2 separate regions of the Mus musculus genome follow, and region 1 is linked to region 2. Evidence: chromatin contacts called from public Hi-C data. All regions are on one chromosome and are shown on one strand. The core of a region is the stretch at or near the end of the contact, and the rest is flanking DNA. Distances in the headings are between cores, read along the strand shown.

The links. Hi-C and Micro-C count contacts between places; a contact is called where the count stands out from the background.
Region 1: a Hi-C map of embryonic stem cells shows a contact between it and region 2, with 4 times the contacts expected there. The contact joins the promoter of Gpx2 here to the enhancer-like site in region 2. A contact is called at or near these places in 1 of 39 promoter capture datasets (maxillary cranial neural crest), 6 of 484 Hi-C or Micro-C datasets (CD4 T cells, embryonic stem cells and nephron progenitors) and 3 of 9 other capture datasets (adipose tissue, liver and pancreatic islet).

The regions. Positions count from the first base shown.
Region 1 is chr12:76,791,867-76,797,743 of GRCm38.p6, forward strand. It overlaps Gpx2 (glutathione peroxidase 2), which reads right to left and starts at 3,688. Exons shown (of 2, transcript NM_030677.2): 1 at 3,288-3,688; 2 at 469-1,134. The coding sequence starts at 3,509. The coding sequence ends at 784.
Region 2 is chr12:76,691,791-76,698,257 of GRCm38.p6, forward strand. All of the region lies in intron 1 of Sptb (spectrin beta, erythrocytic), which reads right to left. Among named protein-coding and RNA genes, the nearest start is that of Sptb, 16 kb to the right of the region's middle. Within about 2 kb of position 3,276, at least 122 of the 459 cell types and tissues checked have an H3K27ac peak or open chromatin away from gene starts, as enhancers often do. A contact at or near this core is called in embryonic stem cells and pancreatic islet, where this site is marked.

The DNA.
Region 1 (5,877 bases), core at 2,438-4,937, 100 kb after region 2:
CTGCTGTCTTTTCCTTCTCTTTATTTCACTTTATCACCACCTCTTTTTGCTGATTCTAAAAGAGCCATGAAATAATTCACATTTACAACAACTCCAACTGTCACTACAGACCTTGACCACAACCTAATCCATATAGTAACTGGAGTATCCCCTTGGCCAGAGCTACACCCTCCCAAACTTCAGTGTGTTTCCAGCCCCTCCATCCCACCACAGTTCTGACCACCCCTCCACCTCTGTCCAGAAAGAAGACATGGGGCCAACAGGATGGCTCAATGAGGCATGGGGCTCAGCAGGATGGCTCAGTGAGGCATGGGGCCAGCAGGATGGCTCAGTGAGACAAGCCCAGTGACCTGAGTTCCAGCCCTGGAAGCAATTCCCCAAAGTTGACCTCTGACCTCCACCCATGTGCACACTTATACACAGAATGAAACACTTGAAAATTTTAGAAAGGAAGACAGAGACCCAGGCCATTGCCACACCTACACTTTATTGGACTCTAAAGCAGACTGGCTCTGGACCCTTCACAACTTCTCAGACATCTCCCAGAAGGGTTTAGGAAGATGCCATCATTCTGTGAAGGCCCAGAACCTACCCCAGACTTAGAGCCCCAAGCAAACTCCCCAAGAGCCTTGAGGGAGCTAAAGGAAATGGCCGGTAGGGAAGGCAAGGGGACGATATTCAGGGAATGCCTTGGTCTCCCAGGGTCTCCCGAGGGTACACTGAGCCCTGAGGAAGACTGCTCAGGGGAAACAGTGGGAGATTCCTGGGCTGAGCAGCTCTCATCTAGATGGCAACTTTGAGGAGCCGTTTGATGTCAGGCTCGATGTTGATGGTCTGGAAGCTGCGGCTGTAGCGACGGAAGGGCTCCCCTTCTGGCCCTATGAGGAACTTCTCAAAGTTCCAGGACACGTCTGAGCGGCGCACGGGACTCCATATGATGAGCTTGGGATCGGTCATGAGGGAGAACGGGTCATCATAAGGGTAGGGCAGCTTGTCTTTCAGGTAGGCAAAGACAGGATGCTCGTTCTGCCCATTGACGTCACACTTTTGGGTAAGACTAAAGGTGGGCTGGTACCCACCCCCAGGTCGGACATACTTGAGGCTGTTCAGGATCTCCTCGTTCTGACAGTTCTCCTGGATGAGAAGACAAAGAGCATGAAGAAAGGGAGAAGAAACCCAGGGTGCACCAGTGCAAATCTTTTCTTCCCCAACACTCCTCCATGATCTCTCCTTCCTGTGTGTGCATGTGTGTGTTGCACATATGTGTTTCTTCTCCATTTGCTCTGCCTTTCTCTCTCTCTCTCTCTCTCTCTCTCTCTCTCTCTCTCTCTCTCTGCCATTGTGTTGTGGGTTTTTGTACTTTTTACATTTATTTTATACTGAGTGCCACCTTTGCACGTCAGAGAACAACCTATGAAATTGACTTCTCTCCTTCTACCACCTGAGTTCTGAGAACTGAATTTAGGTCATCAGGTTTGCGGCAAGTGCTTTTGCCCATTGAACCATCTCACCAGTTATGGCCTTGGTGGAAAGGAGGCTACACCCAAAACTTTGGAGGCCAGGGAATACCACATGATTTAAGGAGAGTCCACTCTCACAAATTGTGCTCTAACCTCTATCCATGCACTGTGGTGTGTGCACACCCTCACACACATTCCAATAAACAAGCAAACAAACAAACAAATGTAGTTAGAGATTCAGCACTTTTTAACAGTTGCTTCAGGCCCTAATCTACCCTGGGCAATTAACATAATGGTGTTTGGTGCTTTAAGGAACCTTGAGATCAGGGAAGAGAAGGAAAGGAGGCACTTCTACCTGCTGTTGGTAAAAGTTGTCAGTTAAGGTTTAATTAGTCCAGGACCCACAATGATGTGATGTCCACAAATGTGCATGCTTGCACACAACCTACCATTTTCCCTTTCCTCTGCCCTGATTGTGCTCTGGCTCTGTAGATATTGAGTTATGACTCCTTTCAGCAGCCAGCCAGCCAGCCAGCCAGCCACAAGTGAGGTGTAAGGCCAGAGGCATCTCCTGGGTTGAGAAACACCTCCAATGGGGTTTAGCCCTTCCTGTCTCTCCCCGGCAAAGTCTGAACAGAGGCTTCAGGGGGAAGGACCTGTGAGCATAGTGATGGCTGGGTCTCTGGTTTATCTCAGCCATCCTTCCTGTGTATGTCCCAGACATCCTTCCTGTGTACCTTCCTGCCACTGCAATTTGAACTATGACGACTCTAATTAGAGAGTCCACTTAGGGACACCTGGCTTGCTAGTACAGTTAAATCATAAAGAGAAACAGAATCCCTAAAAGATAGCTTGAGGCGTGCATGCTGAAGCTCTGTAAGAATCTGACCTGTTATTCAGAGACAGAAGGCGCACGTGATGTCCAGAGGAGGTGAGTGCACGCTTCGGACCTTTCCCTTCTCCCATATTCCTTTTCCAGCTTGCTGATTAGAAACAAGCCTTTAAATAATACTCGCACACTATTTCCACATCTCTCTCCTTACTTTTCATGTGTCTTATGCCATGAGCCTCACAGTAAACTTATGAGCTAAGTCAACTTCTATTAAACCAACACATGTGGAAACTCAAACAGAAAACTAAGCCACCTCTCTCAATGGTCTCAGAGCCATTAAAGCATTGAACCAAGGCAACCGGAACTAAGTAAGGACTCCCAAGTCACCGACATCTCAATCCCAATTGTTTGTCTAAGACGAGTTCTTCAGGTTCATATTTGCTATAGTCAGGGGATCACCTTGAATTTCTGACCTTCCTGTCTCCATCTTCCAAGTGCTGGGATTAGAGGTAAGCTATCACAGCTGGCTTATGCAACACTTAGGATCAAACCCATGGTTTCACATAGGCTGGGCAAGTAATCTACCCACTGAGCTGTATGCACAGTGATTTTTTTGAGACCTTGCTGGTAAGCCCAGGTTAGTGCCAAACTCACATCAATCCTAGGAGTACAGGAATGTCCCTCCATGCCAACGTAGTGATTCTTAACCTATTTTCTCCACTCATTTGTTCAACAAGTAACTAATGAAGTACTCAAAGACACAGTGGAGAGACCTGGAAGCAACCCTCATTTTGGAAAGACAGTACTAAAAGGCACACCCTCAATGCTTACTCTTAGACCATATCTACTTCTTCCCTGTGATGTTTTACATTCACCTAGACCTCAATTGATGCAGCATGCCCTTCAAGTCCAGATATCCCAAGACACACTCAACCCTTTCTTCCACTCAAGCTCTGTCCATCAACTCCTTGGATAGAACCCAAGGAACTCCTCACCTGATGTCCGAACTGGTTGCAAGGGAAGCCGAGAACTACCAGGCGCCTGGGAAAGCGACATTGCAGCTCATTGAGCTGGTTGTAGTCCCGGGTAGTTGTTCCTCAGAGTGACGCCACATTCTCAATCAGCACAGCCCTGCCTCTGAACGTATTGAAGTCTATCTTCTCCCCATCCAGGCCAACGGCACTGAGATCGTAGAACGACTTGGCAATGTAAGCCATGCTGAAGAGCAGTGAGCCCTGCCCTGCTCTGTGAGCCTCCTTAAGTCCTTTAGACCGGTGGGAAGAAAGGAGGAGCCGGAGAAGACCGAAAGGACTTCACAAAGGGCCTTTGAGCATTCCCGGGATGACTTAGCAAAAAACAGGTACCCACCTGTGAACTGTTTGAACAAGGCTGTAGCTCCTCCCACTTACTGCCACTGAACAAAGCCACCTTCTGCCCCACCCCACTGGCAACCTGGAAAGGGCCAATTTGATATCTGTGAGCAGATGTGAATAATTCACTCCTTGCTGGAAACCAGAGCCATAAAGGTCAAGTGGGGAGGAAAGAAGGGAGGGAGGATGCAAGATTGACTTCTGCTTGCCCCAGCAAGTTGATTTTGCCTGGCACAGACATCTGTCTCAACACATTTATTAGAGCATCAGTCTCTGAGTTGTGGGAGACAAGATATGCTTGGGTCTGAATTCTCAAGTGGAATCAAAGGGACCCTTGGGAGGAGAGTGTGTTGTTTTCCAGTGCCTCAGTTTGCACCAGGCAGAGGGACGAAGATGTGTTTGTCTTAGGAAGCCTTTTAGTGAATGATGTTCCTTGTCCTGGAGAACACTGGGGTCTTTGTCCCTGTACTGTAGCATGTCCTACATTAGGACATCCACCTCCGCTCTCCATTCCCAAGCCAGTCATGAGGATGGAGTCCTTGCTGACTTAGTGATCAGGACCCTCAGAATGGATGGTAAAATTCTGGGTAGACAACTGTACCTATCTCCCTCTCAGACAGGTTCAGTCTCTGAGACTTTTTGGAGGAGGCTTGTGTGAATGTGTGACCCTCTCCTCACAGGAGGTGACATGCAGGAAGGCAAAGCAGCTGCGGTTCCAGGTAGGCCACTAAGACATCCTCAAAGCCAGCCATGTATGATGGGCGATCTCTGGCCTGCTGAGGGCTGTCATCGGAGCCCACTCTTGGGAGCTCAGCAGCTGAAAAGACCATAATGCCACTCCACGGTCCAAGCATGAGCTAACTGAATCAGGAACTTTTCAGAAACCCTTGATTTCCCCCATCAGTAAAACTAACCATTGGGTTTATCCTGGCTATTTTAATAAGGCAAATGTTTTCCTATCCAGTGAGAGCTGTCTCCTAGAAGAGAGTCAGCAAGAGTGGCACCCAGCCTTCCGGATCTGATTTGTTGGGAGACAAAGAAACTACTTCCCGGGAGTGCCTTCACTTCTGCTGCATAGCTTGTTTAAGGGTGTGGAGCTCATTGTCTGACAGCTCCCTAAGAACAAGTTTCCATTATCCAAGTGGGAATGGAGTCTTTCGATGCCATAAATGGTGGCAAGAACTTAATTCTTCTGAGGGCATGACAGAATCCCTAGGCACAGCCAGTGACTATTGCTACCAAGCTACAGAGTCAGAGGGACTTGGCAATGGTGTAAATAAGAACTTGATAGTAACCTGCCAGGTTCCTCCGCCCTCTAGAGCTTCCTCCAGCACCCGGGGCTTCCAGAGAGAAGGATGCTTTTCTTTGCTGCCTCTTTGTAAGCCCTCTTCAGGCAAGTCCTGAGTCTGGAGTGGCTTCATACTTCTTCAAGAAGACCTAGAGCCCTCACGGGTCTCCTGGAGGCTCACTTCTTACTGCTGAGTAAAACCATTAAGATATTCCTAAAATATCTGTCTGCAGGTGTACACATTGCCTCCACTTTCCAGAGGCTTAAGACTTTGGGTACGCACTAACAAAGCTTGCTTTCCCTGTGGCTTTCTGCAGCAGAGTGCTTGTCCTTAGTCATAGTAGGTGGGCGGATCTCGGTTCTGACTGTAAAAGAATTGCTTATAGAGAACTTTCTAGATAGATATTCCAAAGCTTTACTATCTCTACTCTGGGTTCTAGGAAGTCCAGGGCACTGACTTTTATTTATAACTCTGCTATTTCCTTGGAACTCTTGGGTGAAGTCTTTAAAGCTCTCTGAGAATCTGCTTCCTTATCTGTTGGACTCATAAAGATAACCACTCCTTCCCGCACAGCAAGTGTTCAGAATCAGGCAAGTGCTCGGATTTAGGACTGCCACTTCCTTGCTGTTTCACTCCTTCCCTCATCCTCCTGCCCACCTCGGCTGTCTCCAGCATCTCCATACTGCCAACACCTCACCTTCCTAGGTTCCAATCCAACCTAGGCTCCCATGGGCTATCTCATGGGATGGGCTATCTGGAATACAGAGAACGCCCGTGCTTGCTCTGTTCCAGTGAATCTGAAACAATCCTTCCTAATGCCTCCAGGAAGGACTTTTCTGATCTAGCTATAACACATGGCCAGCCACCATCTTGGATTTAAAGATCCCCATGTTGCCCACCTTTCTCCTAGTCCTCCCCTTGCTCCT
Region 2 (6,467 bases), core at 2,026-4,525:
TTATGCAATGGCACCTATAAAGATGGACACAGGGACCTCACTAGCCCCCACAGGAAGTCCTGGCACCTCCGAAGCTCCTGTGTCACCTCTTCTGTGCCATCCCTACTGTCCCAGCTTAAGTCACTTAGGCCCTCAGTACATTTCTCCATGACATCCTAATAAACACCAATCCCCTGTTCACAACTGCATGGATTGAAGGTGATCTGACTGTAACGTCTGTCACCCCATTGATCATCAGGGTTGATCCATTGCTCTGGCTGGCTAAACAGGTGTCTTTTCCCTCCTTCCCTCCCTCCCTGGTCCAGAATTAGATGACCTCCCTGATAAAGTAGGTTCACTCTTTGCTCAAGATCTATGAGTAGCCATGATCCTCTGCTAAAAGCTTCAAAACAGTCTCTCAAAACTTCTGGTGCTACCATAAGGATCTATAAGTCATTCATGGTCAGTCTCTATGTCAAAGACTCTAACGGTCTAGCCTCAGCACAGTTTAGGATTCCTTCATCATGACATTGGTCAATCTCAAGGTCAAGGACTATTATGGTCTGGCCTCAGCATACCTTTGGATTCTTCCATCATGACATCTTCTCACTCATCCTTTTGTTTTGTTTTGTTTTGTTTTTTTGAGACAGGGTTTCTCTATATAGCCCTGGCTGTCTTGGAACTCACTCTGTAGACCAGGCTGGCCTCCAACTCAGAAATCCGCCTGCCTCTGCCTCCCAAGTGCTGGGATTAAAGGCGTGCGCCACCACGCCCGGCCCCTCACTCATCCTTTACCTACGCATTCCATTTGGCCCGTTAAACGCCGGCTCTCCCACTTGTTCCTCATGCTCTTTGGCAAAGGCTGCCTTCTCTGTGTTCCTAGCCCAAACCAGTTTTGCTTCCTGAACCCCTAGAGCTTGCTGTAGCTCAGGAAAAGACACGGCTCTGCTTTATGTCACACCACAAGCCTCTCAAGAGCAGGGAATGTACATCAGTCGCCTCTGTCCTTCCCATACAGCCTAGCACATACCGGAGGATAACACACTCAGAGAGCAGCTGGCCACTGTCTCTCACCTCCCGGCACCACATCTGTCCTGGCCCCATCACAACTTAGCTCTCCGTGTCATTACTGTGTTCATGGTGAGTTACTATGTTTAAAACAGCCGGTGCTAAGGAACTAGATTTGAAATGCTTTGTTTTTTTTTTTTTTTTTTTTACATTTCCAGGAGCCTAGCATTCAACTGTATGACCTCAAGTAAACCTAGTCTGACTAGCCTCAGCTTCCCCATCAGTAAAATGGGAATGGTGATATCTCATCCTTTGTCTTGCCAAATAAAGGAGTCAAGGAACTTGAAGCTCGTAGCAGGCCAGGCACATGGGTTAGGAGTGAGTGATAAAAACAAATAAAGGCAGAGCCTCAGAGCTCTCCAAGTGTGTGGGTCATGTGACCTTGTCAGCCATATCCTTCTTGGATACTTCTAAAAGTAGGGATTCTTACTTTAACAGCATGAATCTAGAACTCAGATTCTATAGTCCCGCCTTCTCTTCTAAGACTATCATGTAAAGGTGCTCTCTACCTGTTAGGAATGAGTATGTCGGGCCAAGGTGCCACTCGCCTTTAATCCCAGTTCCCAGGAGGCAGATCTCTATAAATTCAAGGCCAGCTTGGTCTACAGAGGGAGTTCTAACCGGTCAGGACTACATAGTGAGATTCAACAAAAGAATAAGGAAAAATAAATAAATAAATAAATAAAAAACAACAACAACAACAAATCAAAAGAAAAAGAACAAACACATGTACATGCACACAGATATTCACCTACACAAATATTCACAAATTGGTAGCTATGTGCATATGTCTAGCATGGAAATACAAGACATTGCCAGTAGTGGTCATATCAAATAAAACATCTGTACTACTCTGCACGCTTGGCTTCTTTTTATCATGGGTATCTGTTCATGTTATAATTTCTAAAATAAATAAATAAAAATTTAAAAAATAATTGTAGAGGCAGGGTCCGAGAGATGATCGTCAGGTAAAGGTGCTTACCCAGACTAGCCATTCCTATAGCTACATGACAGAAAGCGAGAAGTGACTCCCAAGGTTGTCCTCTGATCTCCACATGAGCACAGTAGCACATGCCACCCCCAGCACACAAACACACACACACACACACACACACACACAAATGTTAGAAACTGTAAAGACAAAGACAGAAGAGGCCAGGTGAGCAGGTGAGCAGGCCGGGACCTGGGCCTCATGTACAGAGTTCTACAGCTAAAAATCATCTGTCACTCCAGGTCCAGCAAAGCTGATGCTCTCTTCTGGGCTCCGTAGGCACCAAGCATACATGTGGTGCATAGACATGCATGTAGGCAAGACACCCACACTCATAAAATTAAAAATAAAGGGGCGGGGAGGAAAGAAGAAACTTTTTTTTTTCCCGAGACAGGGTTTCTCTGTGTAGCCCTGGCTGTCCTGGAACTCACTCTGTAGACCAGGCTGGCCTTGAACTCAGAAATCTGCCTGCCTCTGCCTCCCAAGTGCTGGGATTAAAGGCCGCCACCACACCCTGCTCAGAAAAGAAGAAATTTAAAAAGAAACAAACAGTCTGGCAGTGGTGGAGTATGCCTTTAATCCCAGCACTTGGGAGGCAGAGGCAGGCGGATTTCTAAATTCAAGGCCAGCCTGGTCTACAGAGTGAGTTCCAGGACAGCCAGGGCTATACAGAGAAACCCTGTCTTGGAAAAAAAGAAAGAAAAGAAAAGAAAAGAAAAGAAAAGAAAAGAAAAGAAAAGAAAAGAAAAGAAAAGAAAAGAAAAGAAAAGAAAAGGAACAAACAACAATGGAATCAGATGTTTTTCAGGAATGGTTTTAAGGGTACTGCTAAGTATGCAAGGTGCTTTGCGAGGACATTTTATGTATAGACCCATCTTTCTTTGAGTTCTGATGTCTCAAGTATCAGGTTTTGAGAAAGAAAACGTAGCTGCAACTTCATCTCCATCCTCTTCTCAATTCAACAAGAAAGCATCCCTGCTGTTTTATAGACAGAGAAAGCAAATGTAGTCTGAAATGATCACTTGCCAACCAAACACGCTGAATGCGCTGCTCACTAGACTTCGCTGTTTGCAAAGACTTATGACTGCCAGAAGTTTTTAGCTCCCTATTCATTCTGTCCCTCCTGCAGAGGAGGCGCTAGGCATATGCAAAACAAGCAGAAGGCTCTCTTTGCTGGTGGAGCCCGGGTGAAATGTAGAACGACTTCCTCCGGGGCCACAGTATAAACAAAGCTGGCTCCCAGCAGAGGCAGGAAGTATCTAACCCTCGGGAACCAGTCTGCGTCTCTCCCCAACCTGAGAGCTTCACCTTGAAGATGAGCGATTCACTGCAGTCATTTTCTGAGTGTTTTCTGGGTCAGAAGCAGTGAGAGCAGCCGTGCCCAGGCTGCCAGCGAATTGCTACACTGAGAGTGCAGAGCCGTGTTAACGTCTCTACTATGCTCACCCCCTGCGCTCAGGCAGCCTGGGTGAGAGGAGCCCAGCTGGACTACGGCAGCTGAGTACTTTTCCAGTCTCTGGGCAAAGTGACTTCACCCAGTTTTGCAATGCAAATGACCTGGTTTGTCCTCCTAGGTGTGGGTTTCTGTCTTGGAGGAGGATACTCACTTCCTCTCCCAGAGTTCTTGGCTTGACGCCTCAGTCCTTGCACCTGTAAACACCTCCATTCTTCTCAGAACTCCACACAATAAAGGCACCCTCTTCTATCCCCGCAGTTTTCAGTCGGCACATACAGGATTTGATCTACTCAGTTTATATGTAGGACCCTACAGATTAAATGGGAATCGAGACCAGAGAGCAGCCTACAAAGGAAACCATCTCCCAACATGAAGAGGATCGGTCCCTCAAAGCCATACCCAGCCGAGCCACTGGCCACTGAACTGTGACCGGTGACCTCTGCTGTGGCACCTAGCATCTTGCAGCAGGATGATTACTGGTTTTCATGGCTTCCTAGACCTTCTAGAAGCTCCTATGCATTTAGTCGACTCTCACACGGTTAAATGTGTTGACCACTACTATATCTGCTTCTTTGACCACTATATCTGCTTCTTGCCAGCCTCTCTATTATGCCCCCCAGACAGAACACACTGAGATCCCAGCTGACTACCCTGGCCGAGTTCCCTCCTGCCCTCAAGACACCATCACACAGGCCCTCTGTTTATCGGCTCATCTCAGACCCTACACACATATTTATAGAGGCCGCCTCACCCCACTCAGTGACTTTGGCAGCCAAACAGCAGCTCCTACCAATCCCTAGGCACAGAATGGGGCAGCAGTGGGAGTGTGCCTATGACAGAAAGTTTTGTTGAAGGAAACAAAAACACACCCAAAGGCCTGAGCAAGCAGAATGCTAGTGAGTCCAGCCATTGGTGAAACTCACTTTGTGTTGGGGTAAGGCAGAAAAGAAAGCAGAATTAAGCATTACAGCTTTATACAATATGGCTTCCGCTTCGTTCGTCTACAGACGAGCAATGTACCCAGGAAATCAAAACTTCTCTACAGGAATGTGGGAGGGGTTTTTTTTCTTCCTGAAATGTGTTCCTTAACCCCTCCCCCTTATAAAACAAATCTTACATAGATGCATCTGGGGCGGCCATCAAAGAGTCTCTTTCATCACTGCATTCTGAGGGTCAACATCAAACAGCCACTGAAAAATGAGGTGGGAGGGACTGTATGCCGGATGAATAAACAGATGAGTTCTGATGGGGCCTGTTAAAACCAGCTGTTACCTTTCCTCCTGATAGGTGGAAAGCACTGGAGGAGGTTGAGGTGGGAAGAGCCCCCACCACTCACCACGAAGCAGTCCTCGCCTCTTAGCGTCACTCATGAACAGCTAGTAATTCCACCAGCCCTTCCGTAGGCGTCTACTTTGTTTTAGCACAGTGCTGAATATTCCAGAAATTACCCAATTCGGGCAGCATTTCTAGACTATCACCCGTGAGCCAGGGAGTGAGTCGGTCGGGCACCAGAGTCTCCATGGGAACAAGACAATGTCAGTTCTTCAAGGGACTCATAACCTAGCAGAATCCTTCACAGGACCAAGCAGCGTCAGAACATACACAACACCGAGTACATGGCAGACAAAAGACACACTTCAGGACTAGACAGCAGCAGAAACACAGGCATGGGAATGTATCTCCAGTTGAGCAAATCATAGGCACCCAGGGTGGGTAAAGGGAGAGGGGATGAAGCCAAGAGAGGCAGCCACAGACTGGAAAGGTCCCTGTCGGTCCACTTAACTTTATATTTCTTCACTGGGAGTTGAACTCAGAGACGCATGCTAGGTAAGTCTCTATCAGTGAGCTGTATCCATAACCTTTCCTCTTTAAATTGTATTTGGGGGCAACAGAGAACCTAATGGTTTTTTTGTTTGTTTGGTTGGTTTTGGTTTTTCGAGACAGGGTTTCTCTGTATATCCCTGGCTGTCCTGGAACTCACACTGTAGACCAGGCTGGCCTCAAACTCAGAAATCCGCCTGCCTCTGCCTCCCGGGTGCTGGGATTAAAGGCGTGCGCCACCACTGCCTCTCCTGAGAACCTAAGAACTTTGACAGTTAAATAACTTGGTCAGACTCCTATTTTTAAAAATAACTCCAAGGTCAGGGTATGACACAGATTGAAAAGTTATAGACAGAAAGCCAGTTATTCAAACATAACACACCAGCGGACACTGCAACACAAAAAATAATCTGGAAATTGGAGAAGAAAAACTGAACAGAAGCCAGCAGCCATGTGGATGCGAGAGTTTGAAAGAACAGATACGCAAAAATGTTGCTGAGGTTGTCATTTAGGGAGACGGAAAGCAAGGAACCTTCAGCAAAAGGCAGGGGGCAGGGCCTGGGCTGAAGCTGAGGGGTCCCATGTAACAGGGAAAAGAGGCATCTTAATACAGCAAATGATGGCAGCCAGGAGAAGGCTGCGCTACACAACCAGGGAGGGAAACTGAGGCTAGAGATCAGGCTGGAGATGCACTGGAGACCCCAATCATTAATAGCTCATAGAAAGAAATGGACCAAAAAAGACCATTAAGGCTAAGTATGATAAGAGAGGACCGGGGAGCCCAGTGGCAGACCCTAAGGTGGAACCTAGTTTCAGAGAGAGAATGCTCACAGCCTATGGGAGTCAGGGAGACCACTGCACCAAGCAATATTTCCGACTCTTTCTAAGGCAGCTTTAATGCAGATGCCTCACAACCATGTGTGTGCTAGGCACTACTAATCAACATCTCTCTCCACCCTCAAATGTCAAAGAACCATGTCGGAAGCAGAACTCGGAATGTTAATTATTTATTAAAAGCTAATAAAGGGATTTGAGCCTGTTAGGTTAAATCCTTACACATATAAGGCAGCATATGGAAGGATGCAATTAATTACCTATCTCATTTCAGACTAATTTCAGACTATTAAAAATTCAGGATTTTAAGGAAAAGAA